7 separate regions of the Mus musculus genome follow, and regions 1, 2, 4, 5, 6 and 7 are each linked to region 3. A link is a contact called in public Hi-C and HiChIP or PLAC-seq data. All regions are on one chromosome and are shown on one strand. Each heading gives the region's core, a stretch centred on a gene start, on an enhancer-like site or on the middle of the called end of the contact. The rest is flanking DNA. Distances are from core to core; before and after follow the strand shown. Region 1 overlaps Gm42291 (a long non-coding RNA gene). Region 2 has its middle 88 kb from the start of Gm12519. Region 3 holds the start of Klf4 (Kruppel-like factor 4 (gut)). Region 4 has its middle 140 kb from the start of Gm42291. Region 5 has its middle 71 kb from the start of Gm42291. Region 6 has its middle 59 kb from the start of Gm34628. Region 7 overlaps Gm42291 (a long non-coding RNA gene).

Region 1 (3,484 bases), core at 203-2,702, 770 kb before region 3:
CTCACATGAAAAAGTCAGCAACTGGGAGACTGTAAGACTGGGACAGGAAAATAAGAAGGGGCTTACTAGATGAGAAGGGAGAACACTGTAGGTGCTAGAGAAGGGGAGAGCGCAGATAGAAGAAAGAGCATGCTCAGAGGAGAGAGGCACTGCCATCCTCCGGTAATAAGCTAGAGTATTCAGCTAAAGGGCTTTGATGGCTGGGAAGCTGTCGTAACTCTGTGAGGCTGGAAACTGAGTCCTATCTGCAGAGGAATGGGCAAAGAAATCGTGGCTTGTGTGCACTGGAAATTCTCTCCATCCAAAAGTGACTGAAGATGTGTCACTTCTTCAAGAAAATGGATGTGACTGTTAATAGTTCTTTTTTTAATTAGGTATTTTCTTCATTTACATTTCCAGTGCTATCCCAAAAGTCCCCCATACCCTCCCACCCCACTTCCCTATCCACCCACTCCCACTTCTTGGCCCTGGCATTCCCCTATACTGAGGCATATAAAGTTTGCACCACCAATGGGCCTCTCTTTCCACTGATAGCCGACTAGGCCATCTTCTGATACATATGCAGCTAGAGACATGAGCTCTGGGGGTACTGGTTAGTTCATATTATTGTTGCAGATCCCTTTAGATCCTTGGGTACTTTCTCTAGCTCCTCCATTGGGGGCCCTGTGATCCATCATAGTTCTTGTATACAAAGAAAGCTTCAGCAAGTTGTGCCACATGTCTTCTCTTATCTGTGGCTCCAACACTTTACCTAGATATGTAAAATCGTGTATGTACAGGTGACAGGAAAGTAGAAGTGAACAAGGGGGTCTAAACACACTAACGGGAAAAGGAAAAGAGGTTAGTGAATGAGGGCAGGAATATGCCCAACATACATTATATACTTGCAAGAAAATGCCCTAAAGTAACTTATTACAATAAAATAAAATACAATCTGAAAGTTATTTTTCTAATATTAGTAATCTATTAATATTAATATTCTAGATGGCATCCATGTTATAGCCATCAGAAGCTTGAGGAGCTGGTGAGTCACTGACCAAGCTGGTTCAGTCACCCATATGACAGTTGGATGCTTCAACTCATTGCTATGTGTTCTCAAGACACGGAGGCTAGCCTGACCACGGCAAAGTGTTTCTAGGCTTCATAGTGACACATCATTATGTTCAGACTGTTCTATTGGCTTACACAGGTCACTCCTGCACTGTGAAAACTGGCCCTCTCTAAGGAACCAGAAGATGAGGCTATTGGGACTATGGGAAAGGTTTACCAACCTCCTGTGTGTATAGAAGAAACTTTCTTATCATGAGCCCCATAGTTCAGATGCAACTGCCGAGCTTATGTGTGAAGAGAACAGTCTGTGATGGGAAGAATTCGGTCCACAAGCAGAGAGCTGAGCCTCCACTGTTGCTGTGTATGTTCTCTAGGGAGGTCACCTCACTTTGCAGGCTTCACATTCCTCATCTATGAGGTCAGTCTAACAGGCAGATTTCCCAGAAAGACTGGAGAAGAACGTGAGGATCAGATATGGAAGGGGCTGTGAATGCCAGAGGAAGAAGCTAAGGAGTTATCTTGTTGACCGTCAGTGAAGCTTAGCAGCCTTTAAACTAGGGAAATGAGGACATGTGGACCACTTTGACAGAGATTCTGTATGCAATATGGACAGAAAGTAGAGGGATTCAGACACAAACTAGACTAGAGTCTCCCAGTGCTCACAGATGAGACACATGGACCCATTCTTAGCTTCTGGTGATGGGAAAGACATTACAACCTCACTCAACACTAAAATAGACTTGAGGACCACTCAGCACCTCACAGCCCCATTTCTGTTTCGGCAGCATTTCAAAGGAAAAATAAAAGACTTAGTGTCAAAAAGATTATAAATATTTATTATCCATTTACCTTCTCCATCTTGAATTCCAAAGAACATCCTGGGTTTATAGAATATAATCTTTGCCTGAGAACTTAGGGTCTACCCTGAAAGCTACAAAAGCAACAGAAAGGCAGGAACCCCAGAAAGAATGTCTCCACAGGAGGCTCTGCATTGATGTCAAGTTCCTGTCCATAGAGTTGAGTCAGGCTTTTACTCTCGTCATCAGGGCATTGAAACAGCATAATCCTGGATGGCAACACCGGGCTGTTTTCATCATCATGGTGGAAAGTGATTAAAAACAAGAGACTAGAATCTGGTATCTTTAAAAAATAGGGGCTTATCCTGCTTCCCTTGAATTCAGAAAGACATGCAGTCATTCCTGTTTATATCTACTCAAACTGAACTGACTTCGTGTATGTTTTAAAGCTACAGTGGAGACAGATATGAGCTCAGAGCTAAAGGCTTCAGTGGGAGTACAGCTAATATTCTGGATTTAATTTTTTTATTTGTAGTGTACATAAGGATTGGGGTAGAAGCTGCTTTCAGGGCTTTTCTTTGAATAACAGGAATGTCTCCTACTAAATGCAACTGAAAGATTAGAGAAGAGACATAAAAAAGAATTTTAAGACCATGATCCCCTGCTGTCCCACTTAAATAAACTCTCTCTTCTATTAATTATTGTATTAGACCATAAGCTACAGAGCTTAGAAACTCCTACTCTTTCCACAGACTCACTCATGCGTGGAGCATCTGTGATTGATGGACCAGTGAGATTGAAACGTGCAAATGGAGATGAAACAGACCAAGATTAAACATCTTCTGGGTATAGAATGGCATTGTTCCAGAATCTTAAAACTGGCCAGGCTCTGTAAGGATGATGCTTCCTCTCAGTCAGTTACTCAGAAAATCCCTCCCCTTCCTGAGCCTCCAGATTGCCCCAACCAACTTCCTGTTTCAAGAGCATTACTTAACAAATATTGGATGAGGACCTAAAAGACCCTCACAGAACCAGGGCCCCTAGGAAGAATATGAAGGTTACAGAAATTAAGAAAGAGCTCAAGTTCACAGGACCTTAGAGTCTGGGGCAGTTTCTCAACTAAGATGAACAATAGAACTACCCCAGCCTTAAAAAAAGGACTAATAAGCCCCACTGCTAGCTAAGCTATGATCCCCAGGGTGAAGCAACATTGAGAATCACTAGGAAAGAGACAGGGATAGCAAAGAATTGTCATGGTTTTGTGCTGAGTGAACAAAAGTTTTCTTGGATCAGAGGAAGGACTCAAGGAGCCAGAGGCTTGCTGAAGCCACTTGGCATTTCCTGTTTTGCTTGATGGGGGAAAGGTAGCAAGGAAAAAAAAAGGGTGTGGAAATGATGGAGGGTTAGGTGCAGCATGTGCCTATGAGCACAGCATGCCTGATAATTGCAAGTTCTGCAGTTACCTGGAGTGAATGCTTTCATAGTGAAATAAATACGTAGTCAGAAACAGAAGAGAGAGACAGAGACAGACAGAGAGAGAGAGAGAGAGACAGAGAGAGAGAGACAGAGAGAGAGACAGAGAGAGAGACAGAGCAAGAGAGAGAGAGAGAGAGAGAGAGACAGAGAGAGAGACAGAG
Region 2 (3,509 bases), core at 157-2,656, 560 kb before region 3:
ACCTCAACACCTTCAAGACCTTTTTCTCCGAGCGACACAAAATATATTGGAGAATCAAAAGAAAAAAAGGGCCAACAAAGTGGCTTAGTAGGAAGAGGTTCTTGTGGGCAGGACTGACAACTGGAGTTTAATCCCTGGATCTTGTAAGGTACCAAGGAAAAATGGAGTCCCAAGAGCTGTTCTCTGATCTCTATGTATATGCTGTGATGAGTGAGCACATACATACACACACACAAACACAGAGAGAGAGAGAGAGAGAAAGAGAGAGAGAGAGAGAGAGAGAGAGAGAGAGGGAGAGAGAGAGAGATACTCTAGTGTCATGGCATACACAGTCTACTAAGAGTTAGCCAAATCACCATCTAACATGTGAAAACTTAAAGCAAGTGCCCAGAGCAGCAGCTCACTGCACTCAATAGCAAGGATAACAAGCATAGAGAACTCTTTAGAAAGATGGTAATGGGGCCGAAGAGACAGGAGTAGGCGCAGACAAAGACAGTTCAGGAAGATCAGCTGTGCATTACTGATGCCAGCATCACTAGCTGATTGTCGGGCCTCAGACATGGTGACAACATATACATGCACGTGCCTGTACCTGAAGCTGCATTTTCTCAAAGTTGACTCTGGAGCTCCTGGCTAGGTGACAGTTTAGTCAATTTTCCCTGTCTCGGACACAGGCAATATTTTATTCACTCTTATTATGAGAAGTGTCCTTGTCTTGCCTATGTGATGTCACTATAAGCCCTGAGCAGGCCATGCACTGCAGACTTTCACATTCCTGTCAGTTAGAGCCCCCAAACTGTGTATTTATACTTTCCACCTAGAATCCTTGTTGAAATCTCCCCTTTCATATCCTTCATGCTCATGCCTATAGTTGCCTGGCCCATATAACTTCAACTACTTCTATTTCCAGCTTGCCTATGGAACTTTTCAGAGTGTGTTCCATGTTCCCCACAGAGCCTTTCCATCCTGAGGGAAAAGGCTTAATTCTGAGATTCAAACATCCTTGTTGAATGCCACAAACCAGCCATGCCCAGTCCGGCACCCCACCCCCTCAGATGCTACCCAAGCTTTCAAAATATTGGATTTATCACAGACGGGAACACATTTGGTTAATCAACTCTCTTTTCCCAAACTGGAGCCACTCAGATAAAGATTTAAAATGTACCCCTATTGTAAGTGGCTACTGTTTCCAATTACATATGCTTCTCCCAGCCACCATGCAATCTGTTCACTTCATGCTGGTTTGCAAGAGCTGTTCGCACCAAACCATTGACAGCCAGTATCTAAACTGAAACCATCTGCTTAGCCATTTGCCATGCACGGCTGGGTCTTCCAGGCTTACCCAGTGGAGGGCCTGCGGAGCAGTCCATAAAACAAGCATGAATGAACGCAGCCTGTTTTTATTAAATGTCTTGCAACTGATGGGAAGATGGACAAGCCTGTCTGGCAAGGATAATAGCCAATGCTCTCAGCATATGAAGTCTTGGACAAACTCCAGCAGCACCCTGCATCTCAAGCCCATCCAGTGTTTCAGGAGTGTGGTCATGTGCTTGCAATGAATTAATCCATGAAAGGCTTCTGAAAAGATTTTATGGTTTCTCCCCTTTCTTGAGAAAAGCTCAACCATAACTTCGCCCCCTCTTTTCCTTACCTGGAAAGTCAGGGAGAGATAAGGACACCCAACCCTAGGGTACTCTCTGCTCTTTATGGCTCTTACCAAATCTAGATGTTTGGGTGCTTAGGCCTTTTCTTACTGATACATATGATTTCCACAAGAGTCAGGCCTGGCACTTTTCAAAAAAATATATCCCTCAAAGCAATGAAGCTCTAAAGAAGAGGCTATCTCGGCAGATTCACCCTGGATTCTGATCTTTGAGTCTAAAAACTTACTGTGGACATTAGCAAGGAAAAAAATCAGTAGTGCAACCTGAGAGCAATTACCAATATTCTAGAATATTCAGCTAAGTATATTTACTCTGATTCCGGGGTAATTCGAAACTTTCTTATCCTTTTACATCCTAGATAGAATAAGTTTCTTTGAGAACAGGTCAGTTAAGCAAGCACAGCAACCTTCCCATTTGTCAGTACAATTCATATTGCAAAGTCTTACAGTGGTAAACTAGAGTGTCAATCAAAGGAACTAGTATCATTTAATTTACAAAGAGATGTATCTTACTTTATGTGGATGAAATTTTACCTGAATGGATGGACTTGCACCACATGTGTCTCTGGTGCCTGCAGAAGTCAGAAGAGGGCATTGGATCTCCCTGAAACTAGAGTTACTTACACATGGGTGTAAATTGTCATGTAGTTTGCTGAGAACTGAATCCAGGTCTTCTGCAAGAGAAGCAAGTGCTCTTAGATGCTGAGCCATTTCTCTAACCCCATTGTTTAATTTTTAATGAAATAAATGAATGTAGGAAAAATTATTGAAGCAAAGAATGGTACAATTCTTCCTTCCTAATTTTGGAATGTTGACCATCCATCATCTAATTACAATGGGCTCTAACTCAAACAAGTGACCTGGCTATTGTGATCTGGCCAAGCTAAGGACTGGTGTCCTTTTGTACTGCAATCTTTCTTTGTTCACTGAAAACGAGATAAATAGAGAGTTTGAACTTACCCTGGCCCTTCATCTATATGCTAAGGGGATACTGAGAGTTTTATAACTGTTGTTCCTAGCATCCATTGTTTGAAGTTTGCTTTTGCATTTGGTGCGAGACTGCAGTCAGTAAGTCTGGGATGTGCTGCCTGATTCACTCACCCAATAATTGCTTGTTGAGCTTCGACTCAGTTGCACTGTCTCTGGACTCTAGGCATCTATGAAGGATGATGGTGTGGTTCATCTGCAACAAGATCACACTCCAAGGGAAGCTCTGAGGCATTTTTGTTAATTAAGGGTTCCTTATGAATATTCCCAACGTAACATTTAATTCTAAAATGAAGCAACAAAGCCAAGGAAAAAAGAAAAACACTGCCAAGTAGAATGAAAATTAGTTCTCCTGAAGCAGAGGCTCTCGTATTATCTGCCAGAGAAGAGGTTCCTGTATTCATATAGTGAGCTCTAAGTTTCCACTGCTCAGATAGTAAGAACCACAGATTTTCATAGCATTTCTAGAAATGCATCCCAGTGGGATGCTCCGACACCAGGAGCTACATCATCCACTGGCGTTCGACCCTCCCTTCCCCCTCCCTTCTCTCTCTCTCTCTCTCTCTCTCTCTCTCTCTCTCTCTCTCTCTCTCTCTCTCTCTCCCCCTTTCTATAAACTGACTCACATAATTTTTTAATATGGGCTAAAGTCTTTCTATATATTGTTTCTATTTTCAAATTGTGGGGTGGGCTGGGGGAGTGTAGGGGTATGTGAGTGCTATGACACACAAGTTGAGGATGGATAACCTTGGGTGTCAGTCTTTACCTTCCATAGTATTTACAATAATCTCCACTGCATATGCCAGTCTAGCTGCCCTATGAATTTCTGGGCATTCTCCCATCTCTACCTCCTAGCTCC
Region 3 (3,652 bases), core at 351-2,850:
GACAGACTGACTGGGCAGCCCCACTTCATTGGGAAGAGATGCATTCCAAGAGCGCTTCTGTGGTCGGCCAGAAGTGGAAAATTCAGGATGACAAATATTCCGAAGAAAACTAATATAGGTCCCAAGGATTCCGGGACTCAAACAGGTGAAACGACAGAGGACGTGGCACCGACGCCCCGAGAGGAGCGAGTGCACACGCTGCCTATGCTGGAGCATCGACCCCCTTTCCCGAGTGCCTTTCTTCAGTCCCCGCCCTCAGCTGTCTCCGCCAGGGTTCAACCATGAGGGCGGCGGAGCCCAACTCTGCTCCCCAATCCAAAATAAACACCTAGCCTTAAAAAAAAAAAAAAAGTAAACCTAGTTTAGCGAGTTATACTGAACACCACACTCACGGTTTTTGTTTTGTTTTAAGTACTTGGTAGAGATGAGGGCGAAAACCTTTCCCGGCTGGAAAATTACTGAGGGTAGTGGGGAATGGGAAAAGGAGTAATAAGACTAAAACAAAGACTGCCTTTTCCCCTCCCGGTAGGCAAGGGCCTGAGGTGCCACTTTGGAGCACTAGGGTCCCATTGCAGCGCTCCTCTTCCCAGCGCAGGATCACCTCCCAGTGAAGTCCCTTTGAGTGGGTTGGCTAGCTCAGAACCTAAGTTGATGGGAGCGAGTTGTCCTATGACCTTTACCTCGCCGCTTCACCTCTTTATGACTCACTTCTCATCTTCAAAATGAAGAGTGCGAGTGCGTAGCTTGTAAAGAGCTTTGAGATCCCTGGTGAAAGGTATCTCCGCGCCTCGGTCCCTCTCCGCGTTCCCACTCCCCCACCCCCAATGTAAATCTGGAACGCCTTCCTTGTTCCTTCCATTATCAAGATGACTACGTGCCCAATCCCGGCCGCTCTCTTTCATAGCAGGCGCGGAACCCCTTCTCCTAGCTTCTGAGATTCCTAGCGCCCCCCCCCAATCACCCGGCCCTCACCCCCACCCTACGGGAGGCCCCACTGGCACCCGCGCCAGGCCAGGCCCTGCGCCGACACGGCCCGGCGTCTGCGTGCGTATGCGAGAGAGGGCGGGCTGGATGAGTCACGCGGATAATCGCGCTCTCGAGTGCGCAGACGACAGGACAAGCGCGTACGCGAGCAGGGGTAGGGGCGCGCCGCCTCTTCCCCCCCACACACACACACCCCCAACCTCCTGTCCCCCGCCAGGGTTCCCGTGGCAGGACTTTCGAGCCCAGGGAACCGACCGTGGCCGCCCAGAGGACCCCGAGTAGCGCGGCCACGGGAGCCACGCCGTACTCCCAGCGCCGGAGCCGCCGTCGCCGCCACCGCCGCCGGCGTCAGCACGGCTCCAGCCCGCCAGCTGCCTGGCTGGCGTCACGGCCTGGCCCCGCCCCGCCCGCGCCCCTCCCTCGCCCCCGCCCCCACGTGCGCGGAGTTTGTTTATTTAGCTACCATGGCAACGCGCAGTGGGGGCTGCGGGAAGGCGGGGAGAAGAAAGGCAGGGGGCGGGGCCTGGCGGCGGAGCCCCGCGCGCCGCCACAGGGAGGAGGCGGGGAGCAAGCGAGCGAGAAGTTATAAGTAAGAAGCGCGCGGCGGCCGCCGGCAGTTCCCCGGCCAAGAGAGCGAGCGCGGCTCCGGGCGCGCGGGGAGCAGAGGCGGTGGCGGGCGGCGGCGGCACCCGGAGCCGCCGAGTGCCCCTCCCCGCCCCTCCAGCCCCCCACCCAGCAACCCGCCCGTGACCCGCGCCCATGGCCGCGCGCACCCGGCACAGTCCCCAGGACTCCGCACCCCGCGCCACCGCCCAGCTCGCAGTTCCGCGCCACCGCGGCCATTCTCACCTGGCGGCGCCGCCCGCCCACCGCCCGGACCACAGCCCCCGCGCCGCCGACAGCCACAGTGGCCGCGACAACGGTGGGGGACACTGCTGAGTCCAAGAGCGTGCAGCCTGGCCATCGGACCTACTTATCTGCCTTGCTGATTGTCTATTTTTATAAGAGTTTACAACTTTTCTAAGAATTTTTGTATACAAAGGAACTTTTTTAAAGACATCGCCGGTTTATATTGAATCCAAAGAAGAAGGATCTCGGGCAATCTGGGGGTTTTGGTTTGAGGTTTTGTTTCTAAAGTTTTTAATCTTCGTTGACTTTGGGGCTCAGGTACCCCTCTCTCTTCTTCGGACTCCGGAGGACCTTCTGGGCCCCCACATTAATGAGGTAGGTGAGATGTTGGACTTGGGAACAGAAAGGGGTGAGGATTGGAGGGAAGCTTCGGAGCAGTGGCCAGGGTGTCCCCTGACTCCTGGTCCCTGTGCGCCCCGCCCGGCCCGCAGGCAGCCACCTGGCGAGTCTGACATGGCTGTCAGCGACGCTCTGCTCCCGTCCTTCTCCACGTTCGCGTCCGGCCCGGCGGGAAGGGAGAAGACACTGCGTCCAGCAGGTGCCCCGACTAACGTGAGTGTCGCGCTAGTGCCCTGTAGATTTCTGCAGATGGGGTGGGGTGTATGGGCGGAATCCGGGGGTCACCAAGAGTCCTTGGTTAGGACAAGGATTGCCCTCCATTGGAACTCTACAGCCTTCCGAGGTGGCTCCTCGGCCCTTGAGTCGGCCTTAAGTGCGTGTGGTCCCGGCACTGCGGTACCGCCAGGGGCGCACAGCGGTTCCCCACTAGTCTTCGGGCGTCCGGACCGTGGGGTGGGCGCACTCAGTCCACTATATTTTAGGTGGACAAGTCTCGAGACCCTTTGGGCCGGAGTGATCGTAGCGCGTGGGCGACCCGGTGGCTATGGTGCATGGGGAGAAAGCCACCGTGTCCCAGTGTCCCAATTCCGTGGGCGGCTGGAGCGTCCCGCGGATCTGGCGGGGAAGAGGACTGGGCTGGTGGAGCGACGGCACTAGCTTGCAGGAGAACGAACGCGCCACCTCTTACCTTGGTGTTAGCTGAGATTGCAGTGTGGCCCCTGGAGTCCCCGAGGCTGCCTTCCTGTTCTGTCCAGTTCCTATAGCAGGGTGTTGGTGTGCTTCACCCAACAAGTCAATATTAGGGGTGGCAACAGGGTGCTACAATTAACAGTTTCTCTCTCCCTCCCTGTTCTTGCAGCGTTGGCGTGAGGAACTCTCTCACATGAAGCGACTTCCCCCACTTCCCGGCCGCCCCTACGACCTGGCGGCGACGGTGGCCACAGACCTGGAGAGTGGCGGAGCTGGTGCAGCTTGCAGCAGTAACAACCCGGCCCTCCTAGCCCGGAGGGAGACCGAGGAGTTCAACGACCTCCTGGACCTAGACTTTATCCTTTCCAACTCGCTAACCCACCAGGAATCGGTGGCCGCCACCGTGACCACCTCGGCGTCAGCTTCATCCTCGTCTTCCCCGGCGAGCAGCGGCCCTGCCAGCGCGCCCTCCACCTGCAGCTTCAGCTATCCGATCCGGGCCGGGGGTGACCCGGGCGTGGCTGCCAGCAACACAGGTGGAGGGCTCCTCTACAGCCGAGAATCTGCGCCACCTCCCACGGCCCCCTTCAACCTGGCGGACATCAATGACGTGAGCCCCTCGGGCGGCTTCGTGGCTGAGCTCCTGCGGCCGGAGTTGGACCCAGTATACATTCCGCCACAGCAGCCTCAGCCGCCAGGTGGCGGGCTGATGGGCAAGTTTGTGCTGAAG
Region 4 (3,561 bases), core at 376-2,875, 650 kb before region 3:
GACCTGGTTATGCACAATCATTTCACACTGGAAGAAATGGACTGACTGCTGAGCCCCCTGCTCAACAGATCATGTAGATTTTCCGAGTGAAGAACTGCAGAGTTTTAGACTTAAAAGTTGTGGTTTATCAACTTTAAATTGAGGGGCTAGACCTGTAGTTCTGAATACTTGCTGGATATTCATAAAGTCACAGGTTAAATTCCCAGAGATACATTTTTTAAGATTATAGAAAAAGTGTTAAAGCTGCATTTTAAAATGCAGTGGTCATTTTAAGCATGCTTATAAACTGATGAAGACAGTGGAAACATTGAGTGCAAGCTAAGCATTCCACAGAAAGTGAACGGTTGCAGTCTTTCTTGCTTTTCTGATTGCAGTATTCTTTGAAGAGTTATCTTTTGCCAGTAGAATGCACCCTGAGTGCACAGGGACTTAGAACACTGGGATAATAGAGTAAGTGAATATTTATGAAGATTTCATCTCAAAGAATGTATTACAAAATTATATATCTGAGCCATGCTTGCAAACTAATCAACACATGATCGGCAGCTTCAGTTTTTCTTTTAGAAGCAACCCTAGACACAGGTCAGCTCCTTAACTCTTACTTGGATAGAAATGCCTATCATTTCTGTGACTGCACTTAACACCCCGCAAGGACCCTCCAAGGGCACGTGTGCTTGGTAGCTGGCCAGGGATCTCGGTGTCCTGGGGGAGGAAATCGATTACCACTCAGAGACTTCCACATAGCTGCTGTCCAAACCACAGCCAAAATGATAAACTGTGCATGAGGGTGAACTCCTGCTGATTGCCTGGGATACCATCAGAATCTATTTCCAAATATTCCAGAAGTGACCGTGTGGAATCTTCTGGCTTCTGGGGAATCATACTGACTGAGAAACCTGTTTTGTATTAAGGTTTGGAAATGTGTGTGTGTGTGTGTGTGTATACATATACTGTTTAACTATTCCTTGACTTTAATGGAACACAGATTTGGTTTGTCTAGAATGGCTGTTAGGCATTATAATTACAATTTGCTCCCAGCGTCAGTGACAGACACAGTGGAGCTGGCTTCCAGACCACAGAAGCCGAGAGCAAAAGGGATAAGCACGTCGGTGCATGTGTGCACACTTGCATGCACACACATACACACATCATACATTGGTTCATTTGCAATTCATGGTACTGTGGGGCTGGGAGGATTTTCCTCCTCAAAGGCAACATCCGTTCTTTGACAAACTCATAAATCATTTTATTTCTCTTCTATAAAGCAAAACCCATTTTTACGGCCAGTATGAACTTCAAATCTGTTCCTTTGGCGAATGTATCTCATGCTGAACTGAAGACGTGTCAAGCTTGACAGGAAGTCCACATTCCTGCATGGACATGCTCCATGAGGCCTTTCCAGAGGCCGGCCATTTTGGTTAATGCACTCATGCAGAGTCTTGTGCCAGACTGCTGCATTCAGCATTTGTTGTTTATCTCCTGAGTTTTTGCCAGTAGAGCCCTTTCACCACTTGTGGGGCTTTGACGTTTCACCCACGGCTTAAATGTGATAGTTGAGTCTGGAAAGGACCCAAATGGGGCAGGAGAAATGAAGCTGAAGATCTTAGCTAATGAGGAGCCGCTAGGCACCATGTGTTAACTCTGGGGCCTTCATTGCTTTGTCTTAGAAACTATAATCCCAGACTGAGTGTGTATTGTTGGGCTGAAGGCTCTGAATTATTCAGCACCTCATGTGTCATGGGGGGGGGGGGATGGGAGGAGGCTTTTTGCTTACTACTCTTTCATGCATTCTTCACGACTTTCCAGGGCTGATTCGTCATCCTTTATGTCTCAACTCATTTAACTCTATTGAATTTAGTACTTTTATTATTTTTTAAAATAAAGAAACTGGGCAAAGACTCTAAATTGCTTGTGTGCTGGCTAGTCAACAGGGAAGTTGTGATTAAGTCCACAGATCTAAACTCAGAGCCTGTATTCTAAGTTCATATTATACTGCTTCTTAGATTAATGCAGAAAGAAAAGTAGTTCTTGGTGATCAATGACAGAATGGAGATGCCTTTGGATGGGGCTTAGCAGAGTCACCTTAAGATTCCTTAAGGTACTAATTCTCTAGGTGATTATTGGAGGAGTGCCCGAAGAAGAGATGACATTTAGCACAAAAGAACAGAAAGCCTGACAGAGTGGCTTTGTGTTGGTAAAATAGCAATAACTATAGAGAATGTATCTGCTTACCATTAGTGGGGGGTATTTGTCATGAATGGAGCAATACAGAGCAGAGGTAGAGAATCTGGTAGGAATATATGTAAGATGACATCTGTTATCCTTTCTGTAGATGCGATAAAACACTCTGACCAAAAGCAAATTACGGAAGGACCGGGTTTATTTCAACTTACAGGTTACTGTCTATCATGGAAGAAAGTTAGTATAGGAATTTAGGCAGGAACTTAAGCAGAAATTATGAAGGAATGAGGCTTGCTGACTCAGTCAGTCTTATGTTTAGCTCCTTTTCTTTTACAGTCCAGAAATACTTGCCTTAGGAATGGTGCCACCCACAGTGGGCTTGGACCTCACACATGAGTTAACAATCAACACAATCCCCACACAGATATCTCCATAAGCTAATTTAATCTAGGCATTGCTTTATTTGAGACTCCCTTCTCAGGAGAATCTAGGTTGAATCAGGTTGGCAGTCAAAACTAACTAGGATGCTAAGTTTTCTTGACTATAATCTAGGATATTGAGTGAAGGTAGGTAGCAACTGGCCAAACTTACCTTTTAGGAATTTCACTATGGCTGTCATGTGGAAGGTGGCTTGAAACTGGGGAAGGCTAGAAAGGCCCATTAGGAATGTCTTTGTATGATCCCTGAGAAAAAAATAAGATATCAGGTAGTGTAATATCTGAAATGTCCCTTTCAATTCCCAAAGCCCAAAACAAGCCAAAGAAGCAATCAATGAAAGAGATTAAAGTGCAAACATTCTGGTTTGCACTTTCAGATGCAAATCAGAGTGTTTGCTTAAATGGGTTACCTGCTTAAATAATGTGACCTGGAGGGTCATTGACTCCTTCTCTTGCATACTTGACTGTGAGCATGCTAGTGCTATCTAAAGGAGAACCTGCTCCCTAAGGCATACTCGTGAGCAGTTCCTTGGGATGCCGGCTGTGCATTTCCAGCTGCCAAATCAATGGCATCACTGCTTAGGTATCCTAGCTTGTGAATCCTCTCTACCTGTGATAAGCTTTGCAAGAATGGAGCATCGTGCAGAGGATTAAAGGTTTTCGTTCCACCTAGACTTTAGCAGTGTTACAGAGTTGATACGCATGATCAGACACCATGGTAGAGAGGTGCTACTGGTATAGCCTGGAGCTTTTCTAGGACTAAATACTCTGAGATAGGTGCTACATGCATGGACTTCCTAGTTAAAGAGGTATTTTCTGCTAACCCTGGATATTTGACCTGGTTGGTAAGTTTGTTTCCTTGTGGGCTTCCCTCTTACCTCATGCTCTGCCTCAGGTGTTTCATGTACCTTTTGGTAATCTAGCCAATGTTTGAATGCAGTTT
Region 5 (3,434 bases), core at 59-2,558, 850 kb before region 3:
CCTTTCCATGGCCTATGTTGTGGGAGCTGCTGTCCACTCCTTTGTGATTGGCTGAGCACTCAGGTCTTCAGTGGGGAACTGCTGGATGGGCACAGAGAACACCTGTACCCCCTCATACCAGTTGGCCACCAGTTGCCTTAAAATTTCTCCTGGATCACAACTTTCTCAGCAATAGCCTGCTCCTCCTTGTCAATCTCTGTAGAAGTGAAAATGATCAGGCATAATCTTTCATGGGTGTTCATGGGAGATAGTACCTCCCAGGTCAGCATCCACCATATTAGACGAAATGAGTGAGCTCCCTTGTTGTATGGGATGGCAGTGCCCACTAGCTCAGGGATTCTGTGTCACATAGAGCAAGGGTGGGCAGGTTGTCATTAGAGGCCTCTGTGGGGGCTGGTGGTCAGCCCTGAGTCAGTCACCACTAGAAGCCATGCCTCCCTGAAGGCATCTAGGATCTGGTTAGTGATGGTTCCAGGTGTGAAGTGGCCAGCAATGAGAATGGCTCTAATGGCAGCAGCAAACTTCAGCACAGTTGCTGGCCAGTGTTCCTGGAGGAGAAGATGCTGCCATCAGCTCGAGATGCGAGCAGCAGCTTCTCCTAGGTCCTCTTCAGATTTATGATGTAGACATTGTCCCTTTTCCTTTTGTAGATGGTAGATATACTGCTCCATCTGAAAGTCAAGGTTGGTGCCATCAAGGAATTTGAGGATATTCTCCTCCGTCATCTGCAGGACATCAAGGTTGCTGGACATTGTGTAAGGTTCCCTTTAAGTTGCCATGGGAACAACACCATATGGACCCATCCCTAGGCAGTGTGGAAAGCACAAAGTATGTATTTTAAGGTAGATACATGTAGTTAATGGTGCTTTACCCTTCAGCACTCCTAACAGATAGTTGATGGTATAGTTGCCAGCCATAACAAGAGGCAAAGAGGTGCCATGAAATTGGTTAATCTCTCTTTCAGCTAATGGCCTCGTTGCTAAAGAAAGCTGTGAACATATGTATTCAATTCATCATCTTGGTTCCGTAGTGAAGGTGGGACTCCCATTTAAAAACTGTGTGATCTAGGACGAGTTAATTAACCCCTAAGAAGCTCAGCCTCCCTATCAGTGATACGGAGGAAACACCAGTCAGCTCATGGATGAATCTGAAGCATGCAGTTAAATACAGCTTCTGTCTTGAATAATTTAGCAGTAAGCTCACGGGTGATGGCACTATCACAAAGCTTTCACCATCCATTTGAATGGGCCAAGAAAGCATTTCTCAACTTGTGGCCTTTGGATTCCTCTAGCAGGGCTTGGTCTCAGCCACAGCACTGGCTCACTTCTTAGGAATTTGGCTCAGAGTCCATTCCAAGTCCCCAGAATGGTCCACATTGAGTAAGAAGCAAGGAACCTTCTGAAGGAGGCATGTTGCTGTCAGTGTCCTTTGGATATTTAAAGAGGCATCGCCTGGTCCTCAGTATCACTGCATCTTGGCCTTTTGTTCTAATGTGACCTTGATGGAGTGAAACTGTCAACATCAATGAGATTCCACAGTAATCAGCTTGGGTACAAAGGAGACCAAAGCTGGTAAGACTAGAGTCAGGGCCCTGACGAATCTCACCTTTGTGCAACTGACTTCTTTTGTGTAACTGAGCTATGACTGACATACAATGAACCAGTAATACTTAATGAATGAGTTTGAAGATAAGCATACATTTATGAAACTGCCCCATGAATAATATCATACAGATAGCCATTACCTCTTGCAGCCTTCTTTCTGTGAAATAAGATAACATGGTACAAAATAAACCTCAGGGGAAAATTTCAAGAATACTGCATAGTCTAATGAGATATACACATACTAGGCTTAGGTGCCACCCATAGCTGAAACTATGCTCCATGCACTTGATCAAACAACTTCTCATCTCCTCTCTTCACAGCTACAGGAAACTGTAATCCCAGTTCCTATAAACATGCCCTCTGTAGGTTCCTGCTAGAGATGGGATCGGGGGTAATTGTTCTGGGGCTGACTTACCCCAACCAGCATGCCTTTTCAAGTTCATCCACATTGTAGTAAATGGCAGGACCTCTTTTTCTTTTATGGATTGATAATTTTATAATGAGAAGTTGCTAATTTCTATATCTTTCTGCACCAGTTGAAGGAGAAGGTCATTTTTCATATTTCATTCTGCAGGCATAGTATGTAATTTCCCTCAATTTGCATGTGTTGCAAATTTTCTTTATTCTGAGACAAATCCAACTTGATCACAGCATATGATTTTTGTGTTAAAGTTTTAATAAACTCAGTTCAATATGATTTTATTAAACATTTCTATACTTGTGTTCCCCCAAAATACTGGACTAACATTTTCTTTATTTGTAGTGTCTTTTACACTGGAGTGTCAAATGGGCCTCTAAAAATCAGTGCAGAAGTATTTTATATTCTTCTATAACTTGGAAGAGTTTTAAAAGAACAAGTATCACTTCTGTAAGTGTTTGGTAACATTAGCATTCACTGTGAAGCCATTTGGTTCTAGGCTTTACTTCTTGTGAGATTTTCTTTTCTCTAAACAAGCCCTTTTATTTCTTTGTTATAGGGCTGTCAAGACTTTCTAAATGTGTCAATGCATTCGTAGTGGGTTGTGTGTATTTAGATTTTTTTTCTACTTTACCTAGATTGTCTAATCGGTTAGAATGTAATTATCCATAGCAGTTTCTTATGATCTTTTTGACCATAAGATGTCAGTTGTAATTCACTGTATGGATTTTTGATTTGATTTGATGTCTGTTTCTGTGTCTCTGTCTCTCTTCTTTCCTCCTTTCCTCCTTCACTTTTTGTGTCTGTCTATAGTCTTTATTGTTTTACTGATCAATTAAAATAAATTATAAAACTTATATTAATAATATTCCAAAATTATCAAATCAGAAATCCCATAAAGGAAAGATAGAATAAGAGCCTGGTTGAAGGTTATTGACATATGGTATATTAAGCCAGGATACAAAGGGTCAAGGGTCAGATATAAAAGTTCTACCTGAGTACTGGGAAGACTGAGAATCCAAAGATCCAAAGGATGATAACTCATTCTTAGAATTATTTTCTGCCCAAACTATAGTGAAGTAAAGGCAGTGACAACTCTCAATGGCTTAGAATACAGAAACCAGAATTTATTCTGTTGAGGGTATCTGCTATAGTAATACCCCTCTTTTCTAGATAGACTTGGCTAACAAAATCTTATCCAGCTTCTGTATTACATAAAACATTTAATTTCTTTTCACATTATTATATCCATAACAAAACTTCATTTTAATGATTAGTTATAAACATAACACAGTTTATATAATAGTTTTCTATGCACTGAAAAGCTAGGGTTGCAGACACCTGATAGCCACATGTTCATAAAATTCAGTGACATTTGCAGGCAAGTCTTAAAAGGATAGTCGTGAACTTCT
Region 6 (3,641 bases), core at 647-3,146, 890 kb before region 3:
TATGTGGGTGCTGGGATTTGAATTTAGGTTCTTATGCTTCTGATTTTACCGACTCTGCCATCTCCTCAGCTCCATAGGGTTTATTTATTTTTTTTAAACTTTTTTCTTTTTCAACTTCTGAACACAGGACACTTTTACCCCCATCTTAACCTTGGCCTATAGGAACATAAACTCTTCGATGTTCATGTCTCTATTTTTGTATCTCTATACCCTCTATTAAGTTGTTACACTAAACCATCCTGTCCTCCTCTCTCTTCCCCAGACAAGGTTTGCTAAGGGGGCTTCACATTTTTCTGAAACCAGATAGATCAGCAGAGAGATATGGCCTTCTACCACCATCTCTCTTTTTACAACTTGGCTGTCATTATATGCAATCATAACACGAGGCAGAGATGACAGCAGCATAAATAGGCATCTAATGTATCCGTGGGGAAGGTGTGTTGCCACCACACTTCCGGTGGGCAATCAAATATGTATCAAATGATTAAAAAAAAACCCTCTCTTCTCCTGGGCTCATACTTCCAGTAGTTCATTCTTCCACATCCAGAATAGACTGTAATGGCACAGGCACCTATAAAATTTGCTACACTCAGTGCAGAATAGATAGAAATGGCACATGCATGTATACAGTTTGCTACACTCAGTGCAGTGCAACATGCTGGTTTGGATCCTGGAACAGCACACCATTGGTGGGAAACCTAATGAAAGCAGAACAAAGCATCAAAGTTCAGTTTTTCCATTGTCAGGGCTGTACTATGGAAAGGCGAGGTGCTAGCACCAGGAGAAACTGAGAAAGACACTCTTTCCTGTGACCTGAAAATAATTCTGAAACAAGTGTTTGTTAAAATGCTTTTCTGAGAGGATTTTCTCTGCAGTTCTACTTGAAAAAGAAAAAATGGAAAGCAACTTGGCTACCCAATTTTGATGCCTCACTGATGAGATAGCAAGTCAGCTCGCTCAGTGGTGGTTTTCGAATCATATTTAATATAAGAAGATACTTACAATAGTTTAAGTAAAGTAGAGATGTTTAGAATATTATATTATTAAAATTGGTGCTCATAGAAAATTAAAGAGTGTTCTGAGATAATAGGATGAATGGAGAATTTTTTTTAATTGTGAATATCTGTTACTTTCTGGCTTACAACTATAGACAAGGAAGTTAGCTAAGGCTTCCTCATCTGAAAATGAAGAAAGGATGATTAAAATTTATAATATTTTGAGCTCATCTATACATGTATCAACATACAGGTATAGGAATATATATAAAACCTTGAATATGTGTGTGCTTGCCAGTCCCCACCGCCATGAACCTTGTGTTGGTTTGACAGTACATTCTTTAGTTTAATTTCTATTTGTAAAATCATCAGTCAGATTGCCCTGACACAGGCTTGCTAGTGACAGACTGAGCTCTGAGAATCAAGCTCAGATGTCCACATATAAACTGTTAGCTTTGAGTAAGGTGAGGTCTCCCCAAGGGATCGGAATGACTCACACGCTTACATTAGTCCTGACCACAAGTAAACTTGGCATTCACAATCTCCATTTAGAATCTGTCCATCAGGATGGAGTTGCTAGAGAGAGGATTTGGTGAGAAGAGAGTGACCAGGGACCCGCCTCCCTGTCATCTCAGCAGTTTCATGTCTGGCACTTTATCAGGTTGACCTCAGTTTTCCTTTTGCTCTAGTGAGTTGTCTCAGAATGGGACAAAGAGCATTAGCCAGTTAACCTGTCTGGTATCATTAAACATGAGCTCACCTGGTTATTTCCCTAGCTCTGATCAAGACCCACAACAGAGGCTCCACTGACTTGGCTTTGCACACTGCTTGTCCAAGGCTGGTCAGGCTGACACAGCATCCATTGTCTTGACAATGGCTTTCCTCACTGGGAGTGAGCAGATTTGACAACTCCTCTGATGAATGTCCACATGTGTTAGTAAGTGAGTCAACGGTCTGGGTCTAGGCAAATCTATAACTCTGACAAGGAAGATTTTTATGAGCCTAAAGATGGAAGGCACAGACTGTAGACCCTGCTAATTGCTCCAGATAATGACTCCCTTCAGACCTTGTTGGGTCTTTTCTTTCTTCTGACTGCTCCAAGTATCATTTTCCCTAGAATGTGTGGCAGACTCATTTGCTTTATGGTATCCACCCTGTCCATTCATATCGTATTGAGAAGGCCTGGCTAGTCCCTCGGTAATGTAGCTGAGCATCCAAAAGGAGTGAGCTTTTCAGCATTATGGTCAAAATACTGGCATGTGAGGACCCTGTGCCCTGGCCCTCTAGGGCTGACTAATTCCTAGGTCTTGAGACTGCTGGTGATCCTTCATGTCTACTGTTCATCAGGGCTTGCTGTAGCTGGCAAATCATGAGGATTTGAGTCAGCAATTTTGTTTAAAACCTTTTGGGCTAATTATCTAGGTGACCTTGCATGAATCAGCTTTTGGATCCCATTAACAATAAAATTAAAGCTAACAATACTTACCACACAGTATGGCTATGAATTTAGTCACTAAATTTTTTTTTTTTACCATACGTGTTATTACTCCTCATGAATCATAATTCAGATGTGTGTCTATGTGTGCTATGATATTTCTGAAATGTGAAAAGATTAGAGGATTTTTTGTTGTTCTAAAAAGTGGAAATGTAGTCTAACTGGCTAGTATGTAGTGTGTATGTAATACATCCATTTTAAAGATTTATTTTAAATGTGTATTATGTGTGTGTGGTTGTGGTTACGTACTCCTGAGGCAAGGTCTTGTGTAGGCCAGAGAGGACATGAGTTTCCTCAGAGTTGGACTTATAGACAGCTGTGAGCTGCCCAGCATGGAGGGTTCTCTGTAAGAACAGTAGGCTTTTTTTTTTCAATTTTTAAAATTAAATTATTTTATTTATTTACATTCCAAATGTTGCCCCCTTTCCTAGTTCTCCCTCCCAGAGTTCTTCACTTTATCCCCCCTCCCCTATGCCTCTGAGAGGGTGCTCCCCCACCCTCCCACACCTCACCCCTCCCGCCAGCATCCCCCCTTCTCTGGGGCATCAAGTCTCTATAGGATTAGGTGCATCCTCTCCCACCGAGGACAGGCTGTGGATCCATTCCTCCAGCTCCTACTCCAGTTTTTAAAGAGCTGACAAGTTATAGTGCCTCCCAACTGTACAATTGAATATATAACTAATATTAAGACTACAATTACTTGTTTTTGTGCTAAATACTGTGCATCCAAATGACATTTCAAAATGAGGTTTAAAGGTACAATTTTACAATGAAAATTCCTTTGCCACCACAGTTCCAAAGCCTTGCCTGAGGTCTCTTCAACCAAAGGCTAGAGTTCTGATGAAGATGTTTTCCTTCTTTGTAACCATGTTGAGCCCCTTCTCTTTCCTGTGTCCTTCTGAGAAAGTTGGGTTCAGTTGCTGTAATGGCACTTGATGCAGTAGTAGAAATGTCTTCTTCACCATGTGGCTTCTGGTACATCTTTTTATGGCTCTGTACCTCCAAAATCCTTACAAAGAAAGTGAAAAAAATGTGAAAATGGAACACTGAAGGTGGATGCGTCTGTACACTAAAATCTCATTCTTGTTATTGAATTCTCCCTTTCCCCTACAAAACTGTAATGCACTAAATAATCGAAGTTGTTTTCAGGA
Region 7 (3,157 bases), core at 645-3,144, 730 kb before region 3:
TCTCTCTGTAAGCTCATTTGACCTTGCCTTTGTTGCTGCTCTTTGGAAGTTGTACTCTCCTCTAGTTTAGAATTATACTGGTTTATTACTGCATATCCAAGTATTGAACACCATTTTCATCTCAGCTACTTTTAGCTCTTATCTGTTCCCTTTTGCCCTTCTTAGTGACTTAAAACGACAGGAAGAAAAAGATATCAAAAAATTATTGTAATGACTAATGGCAATGTAGTAGAAACGGGAAGAGGTCTGGGTTAAAAGTGTTTTCAGCTGCTGAAGCTGTGGCATCTCTCCTTCTCGCCTTCCTTCCTCCCTCTTTCCAGATTTGCCTCTCCTATGCACTAACTGATCCATGCTACACCATTTGACTCCATTATTGAAGGTGAAAGGTAGCCTTGCTATGTCCCCATGGAAATCCGCTGCAACCTGTGACTGGAACTACAACTGTTGTTCCCAGCAAGCCTGAGCCACAGTTATGGTCTTGGTGAGATACCTGCCTGTGAATTTAAGATGTACATGCAAGATGCACATACAAGATGCTCATCTTCAGGGAGCTGAAGGCCTCTTGAAAAGAGAAACGGGGGAATACTACACTCTTGATAATTCCCCTCCCCATCACCTTTTCTTATGGAAATGAGAAAGCTGAGCCTTTGGGACTGAAACAGTGAATAAGGATTCCTGAGGTGAGCAGAAGAAACAGGTCCTTGGGAATCATCTCATCTTTCAGAGTTTGGCATTATGTCTGGATCATGTCAGAATTACATGCTCAACACTTTGAACTGTGGGAAATAAAACTCAAATATAATGTAAGAATTATATTATAGAATAATAGTGTTGTAGTGGCAAGAGCATCCACTGGGCAAAAATGTGAGTCTTTGAGTCCCATTCATATTGCTGTTGTGGCCTTGGTGATGATCTGCTATGCTCTAAAGACCTTGTTACTTAAGGTAGGTGACTTTTCATAAGGTGTATGGTTGTTATTTGTAGCGTGGAAAAGGCACACATTTCTTCACTGTGGCTATGAGCAAATTTGTGCATGTATGACCAAGACACACCAGGTCTTATGTATGAGAAAATTCTGGGGCTATAATTCCTTTAAAACATCTACTAGACAATCAGGCTTTCATTAAATTATGTGTTCAGATAGGTTTGAATAGTCTCCCCACACACTGAGTCCTCAAATTAAGGGTAGTCCATGCAAGGTGGTGTGAGGGCTTCAGAAGAAAAGAACTTGAGTGAACTGCAGCAAAAACCAAACCAAAACAAACAACCCCGCCCCAAACTAACCCTGAGTCTATAAATAAGAACGGCCAGATTAAGCGAGCCGTGGCATCTTACTGGCATCAACATCACCTAAGTCGAGATTATGAGTGGAAGGATGTCCCTGAGAATTTGGAGCCAGGCAGTATGGATCTGGACATGGGAATTCACACGAGCAAAGCCACTCACCTAAATACACCTTCTCCATTCTAAGGACGCTAGACTGTTCAGAGACACACGGGACTGGGAAAGGCAGTCTTTTGTTCCAGAGGCCTCATTATGTGTACAGATGTTTCTATTTAATGTAATAACACTTGACAGTAAAGACACACTTGGTAAAACTTAACAAGTGACAGGAAATTGGGCAGAGCTTCAGATGCTAATCACTGCTCTATTATTTTTTCTGGAATCAGTCTTTTCCCAATCCCATGTGTCTCTGAACATTCTAGTGTTAAACCCTGATGTCTAAAATAGCTCTGAAGGCTTGTGCTTATGTACAGAGTGGTGGCCCAAAGGAATTCAATTTGGCTACTGGGAACTTCTGGAGATCTGGGTCACAGGATGCCTATTCCAGGTTAGATACAAAGGGAACGATGGGGGCTCTGGCTGGAAGCTCTTCTTCATAATGGCAAATGACAAAGAGCAGATCAGTAGAGGACACACAAAGTGCCCTCATGTGTCAAACATATTCACACTAGCATTGGCTTTCTGCACCAGCTAAGCAAAAAATCCTGTGGCTCATTTGAATTGATTTGATTGTGACTGCATTTGTTTGTCTGATGAGAGCGTTGTAAATGTTGATGGATGTTGTCAGACTGTCACGGCAAAAGGATTACACAAAACATTTTACATGTTGTGTTGAAAAACACAATCAAATTATAATCAATTTTTAAAAAGCTTTCAACCTTTAATTGTACTTTATCTTATTCCGTTTCAGACTAGGTCTCACTGTGTAACACAGTCTCATATTTACAATATGAATTTACAATACTCCTGCTTCAGCTTCCTGGCTGAACACCAAACATACATGAGGTAACAACTGTACCTCTTCAATAGCTCAAAGGAAAACATGGTTTCACAGTTTGTGTTTTCTAAGGTAAAACAGTGCATTTCTCACTTATTGAAAATATTCTTTAAAAAATAAGTTTCACTAATTAACTAATTTGGGGGAGCTGATTCTTTCCAGCAGGTTAGACCCTGTGATCAAAATCAGGTTGTCGGTCTAGGTGGCACATGCCCTCAACTCCTGAACCTTCTCAGCAACCTGAAATTATTCTCTTGGTCTTCCCTTAGACAATACAAGATGTTTTTAATCTTAGAGGAGACAGTGTTTTCACCTGACATCCTAAGGGAGTGTTAAACAGTGTCTCCCGTGAAGGAGGAAAATGAAATGTCCCTACATCTTCCGAGAAGAAAAGGGAGAATCTACAAGGAATCTATGCCTCTTGTTGCAGCCTAGCCACTGCCCTTCCCAGAGGCCTTGGAGAAGTCCCTATCCCACTCAGACCCCCTTTATTCTCTTTGTAAAATGGAAAGCTGAGACCATGCTCCAAAAACCAAATGACTTCCTAATCCAGTCCTGCAAAGCAGCCAGGCTCTGGAACAAAACTAGACTTCACTCAGGTCTTCGTTGTTATTAACCAGCTGTATTTCTGGAGCAAGCCATTTAAATCCATCTATTTTTAAATCAAGGCGCCCCGCACCCCAAGAATCATGTTGCTGAAGGTCATAAATCTTTTTCTCTCACTGACTTGGCCAAGAGGCAAGCAATGCCATGAAGTCTGCTTGGGAGACTTAACGCCTGCTGGCTTCACTGTCAGAAAGGAACAATGGGCAATATATATAGAAAGATGACAAGACTGTCTTCATAACTGGAAAGCATTTCAATCTAGCCACAAGA

Evidence for each region. A called contact is a pair of places that touch in the nucleus more often than the background predicts. HiChIP or PLAC-seq counts read pairs in DNA pulled down with a chosen protein or histone mark.
Region 1: an H3K27ac HiChIP or PLAC-seq map of the NIH/3T3 cell line shows a contact between it and region 3, with 11 times the contacts expected there. The contact joins the enhancer-like site here to the promoter of Klf4 in region 3. A contact is called at or near these places in 10 of 39 promoter capture datasets (the 3T3-L1 cell line, 3T3-L1-derived adipocytes, the C10 cell line and 7 more), 1 of 15 datasets of contacts at CTCF or cohesin (pro-B cells), 6 of 484 Hi-C or Micro-C datasets (adipose-derived mesenchymal stem cells, bone marrow-derived macrophages, cortical neurons and 2 more), 13 of 115 datasets of contacts at active chromatin or transcription factors (the NIH/3T3 cell line, astrocytes, craniofacial prominence and 9 more) and 1 of 9 other capture datasets (adipose tissue).
Region 2: a contact with region 3 is called in an H3K4me3 HiChIP or PLAC-seq map of craniofacial prominence, with 6 times the contacts expected there. The contact joins the enhancer-like site here to the promoter of Klf4 in region 3. A contact is called at or near these places in 12 of 39 promoter capture datasets (3T3-L1-derived adipocytes, the C10 cell line, cranial neural crest and 7 more), 3 of 484 Hi-C or Micro-C datasets (the STO cell line and bone marrow-derived macrophages), 16 of 115 datasets of contacts at active chromatin or transcription factors (astrocytes, bone marrow-derived macrophages, craniofacial prominence and 13 more) and 2 of 9 other capture datasets (liver and pancreatic islet).
Region 4: an H3K4me3 HiChIP or PLAC-seq map of embryonic midbrain shows a contact between it and region 3, with 6 times the contacts expected there. The contact joins the enhancer-like site here to the promoter of Klf4 in region 3. A contact is called at or near these places in 9 of 39 promoter capture datasets (the C10 cell line, the HPC-7 cell line, cranial neural crest and 5 more), 2 of 484 Hi-C or Micro-C datasets (bone marrow-derived macrophages and embryonic fibroblasts), 13 of 115 datasets of contacts at active chromatin or transcription factors (cardiomyocytes, craniofacial prominence, differentiating embryonic stem cells and 10 more) and 3 of 9 other capture datasets (embryonic stem cells, macrophages and pancreatic islet).
Region 5: a contact with region 3 is called in a Hi-C map of embryonic fibroblasts, with 5 times the contacts expected there. The contact joins the enhancer-like site here to the promoter of Klf4 in region 3. A contact is called at or near these places in 8 of 39 promoter capture datasets (the 3T3-L1 cell line, the C10 cell line, cranial neural crest and 4 more), 11 of 484 Hi-C or Micro-C datasets (adipose-derived mesenchymal stem cells, bone marrow-derived macrophages, embryonic fibroblasts and 5 more), 19 of 115 datasets of contacts at active chromatin or transcription factors (the NIH/3T3 cell line, cardiomyocytes, a colorectal cancer cell line and 13 more) and 1 of 9 other capture datasets (adipose tissue).
Region 6: a contact with region 3 is called in a FOXA1 HiChIP or PLAC-seq map of pancreatic cancer cells. The contact joins the enhancer-like site here to the promoter of Klf4 in region 3. A contact is called at or near these places in 4 of 39 promoter capture datasets (the 3T3-L1 cell line, the C10 cell line, cranial neural crest and 1 more), 1 of 484 Hi-C or Micro-C datasets (uterus), 15 of 115 datasets of contacts at active chromatin or transcription factors (the NIH/3T3 cell line, astrocytes, cardiomyocytes and 10 more) and 1 of 9 other capture datasets (embryonic stem cells).
Region 7: a contact with region 3 is called in an H3K4me3 HiChIP or PLAC-seq map of bone marrow-derived macrophages, with 14 times the contacts expected there. The contact joins the enhancer-like site here to the promoter of Klf4 in region 3. A contact is called at or near these places in 8 of 39 promoter capture datasets (the C10 cell line, cranial neural crest, embryonic stem cells and 4 more), 1 of 484 Hi-C or Micro-C datasets (bone marrow-derived macrophages) and 12 of 115 datasets of contacts at active chromatin or transcription factors (bone marrow-derived macrophages, craniofacial prominence, embryonic forebrain and 7 more).

What each region holds. Positions count from the first base shown.
Region 1 is chr4:56,303,784-56,307,267 of GRCm38.p6, reverse strand. All of the region lies in intron 2 of Gm42291 (a long non-coding RNA gene), which reads left to right. Among named protein-coding and RNA genes, the nearest start is that of Gm42291, 10 kb to the left of the region's middle. Within about 2 kb of position 1,452, at least 62 of the 459 cell types and tissues checked have an H3K27ac peak or open chromatin away from gene starts, as enhancers often do. A contact at or near this core is called in the NIH/3T3 cell line, adipose tissue, adipose-derived mesenchymal stem cells and 3 more, where this site is marked.
Region 2 is chr4:56,086,723-56,090,231 of GRCm38.p6, reverse strand. No RefSeq gene overlaps it. Among named protein-coding and RNA genes, the nearest start is that of Gm12519, 88 kb to the right of the region's middle. Within about 2 kb of position 1,406, at least 27 of the 459 cell types and tissues checked have an H3K27ac peak or open chromatin away from gene starts, as enhancers often do. A contact at or near this core is called in craniofacial prominence, embryonic basal ganglia and neural tube, where this site is marked.
Region 3 is chr4:55,530,423-55,534,074 of GRCm38.p6, reverse strand. Klf4 (Kruppel-like factor 4 (gut)) reads left to right here and starts at 1,600. Exons shown (of 5, transcript NM_010637.3): 1 at 1,600-2,208; 2 at 2,325-2,445; 3 at 3,092-3,652. The coding sequence starts at 2,204. Gm12506 (a long non-coding RNA gene) reads right to left here and starts at 1,365. Exons shown (of 5, transcript XR_390585.4): 1 at 1-1,365.
Region 4 is chr4:56,177,200-56,180,760 of GRCm38.p6, reverse strand. No RefSeq gene overlaps it. Among named protein-coding and RNA genes, the nearest start is that of Gm42291, 140 kb to the left of the region's middle. Within about 2 kb of position 1,625, at least 17 of the 459 cell types and tissues checked have an H3K27ac peak or open chromatin away from gene starts, as enhancers often do.
Region 5 is chr4:56,385,120-56,388,553 of GRCm38.p6, reverse strand. It overlaps the pseudogene Gm12518. Among named protein-coding and RNA genes, the nearest start is that of Gm42291, 71 kb to the right of the region's middle. Within about 2 kb of position 1,308, at least 41 of the 459 cell types and tissues checked have an H3K27ac peak or open chromatin away from gene starts, as enhancers often do. A contact at or near this core is called in the NIH/3T3 cell line, adipose tissue, adipose-derived mesenchymal stem cells and 4 more, where this site is marked.
Region 6 is chr4:56,417,561-56,421,201 of GRCm38.p6, reverse strand. No RefSeq gene overlaps it. Among named protein-coding and RNA genes, the nearest start is that of Gm34628, 59 kb to the left of the region's middle. Within about 2 kb of position 1,896, at least 28 of the 459 cell types and tissues checked have an H3K27ac peak or open chromatin away from gene starts, as enhancers often do. A contact at or near this core is called in the NIH/3T3 cell line and pancreatic cancer cells, where this site is marked.
Region 7 is chr4:56,264,643-56,267,799 of GRCm38.p6, reverse strand. Gm42291 (a long non-coding RNA gene) reads left to right here. Exons shown (of 3, transcript XR_881295.1): 3 at 321-477. Among named protein-coding and RNA genes, the nearest start is that of Gm42291, 50 kb to the left of the region's middle. Within about 2 kb of position 1,894, at least 5 of the 459 cell types and tissues checked have an H3K27ac peak or open chromatin away from gene starts, as enhancers often do.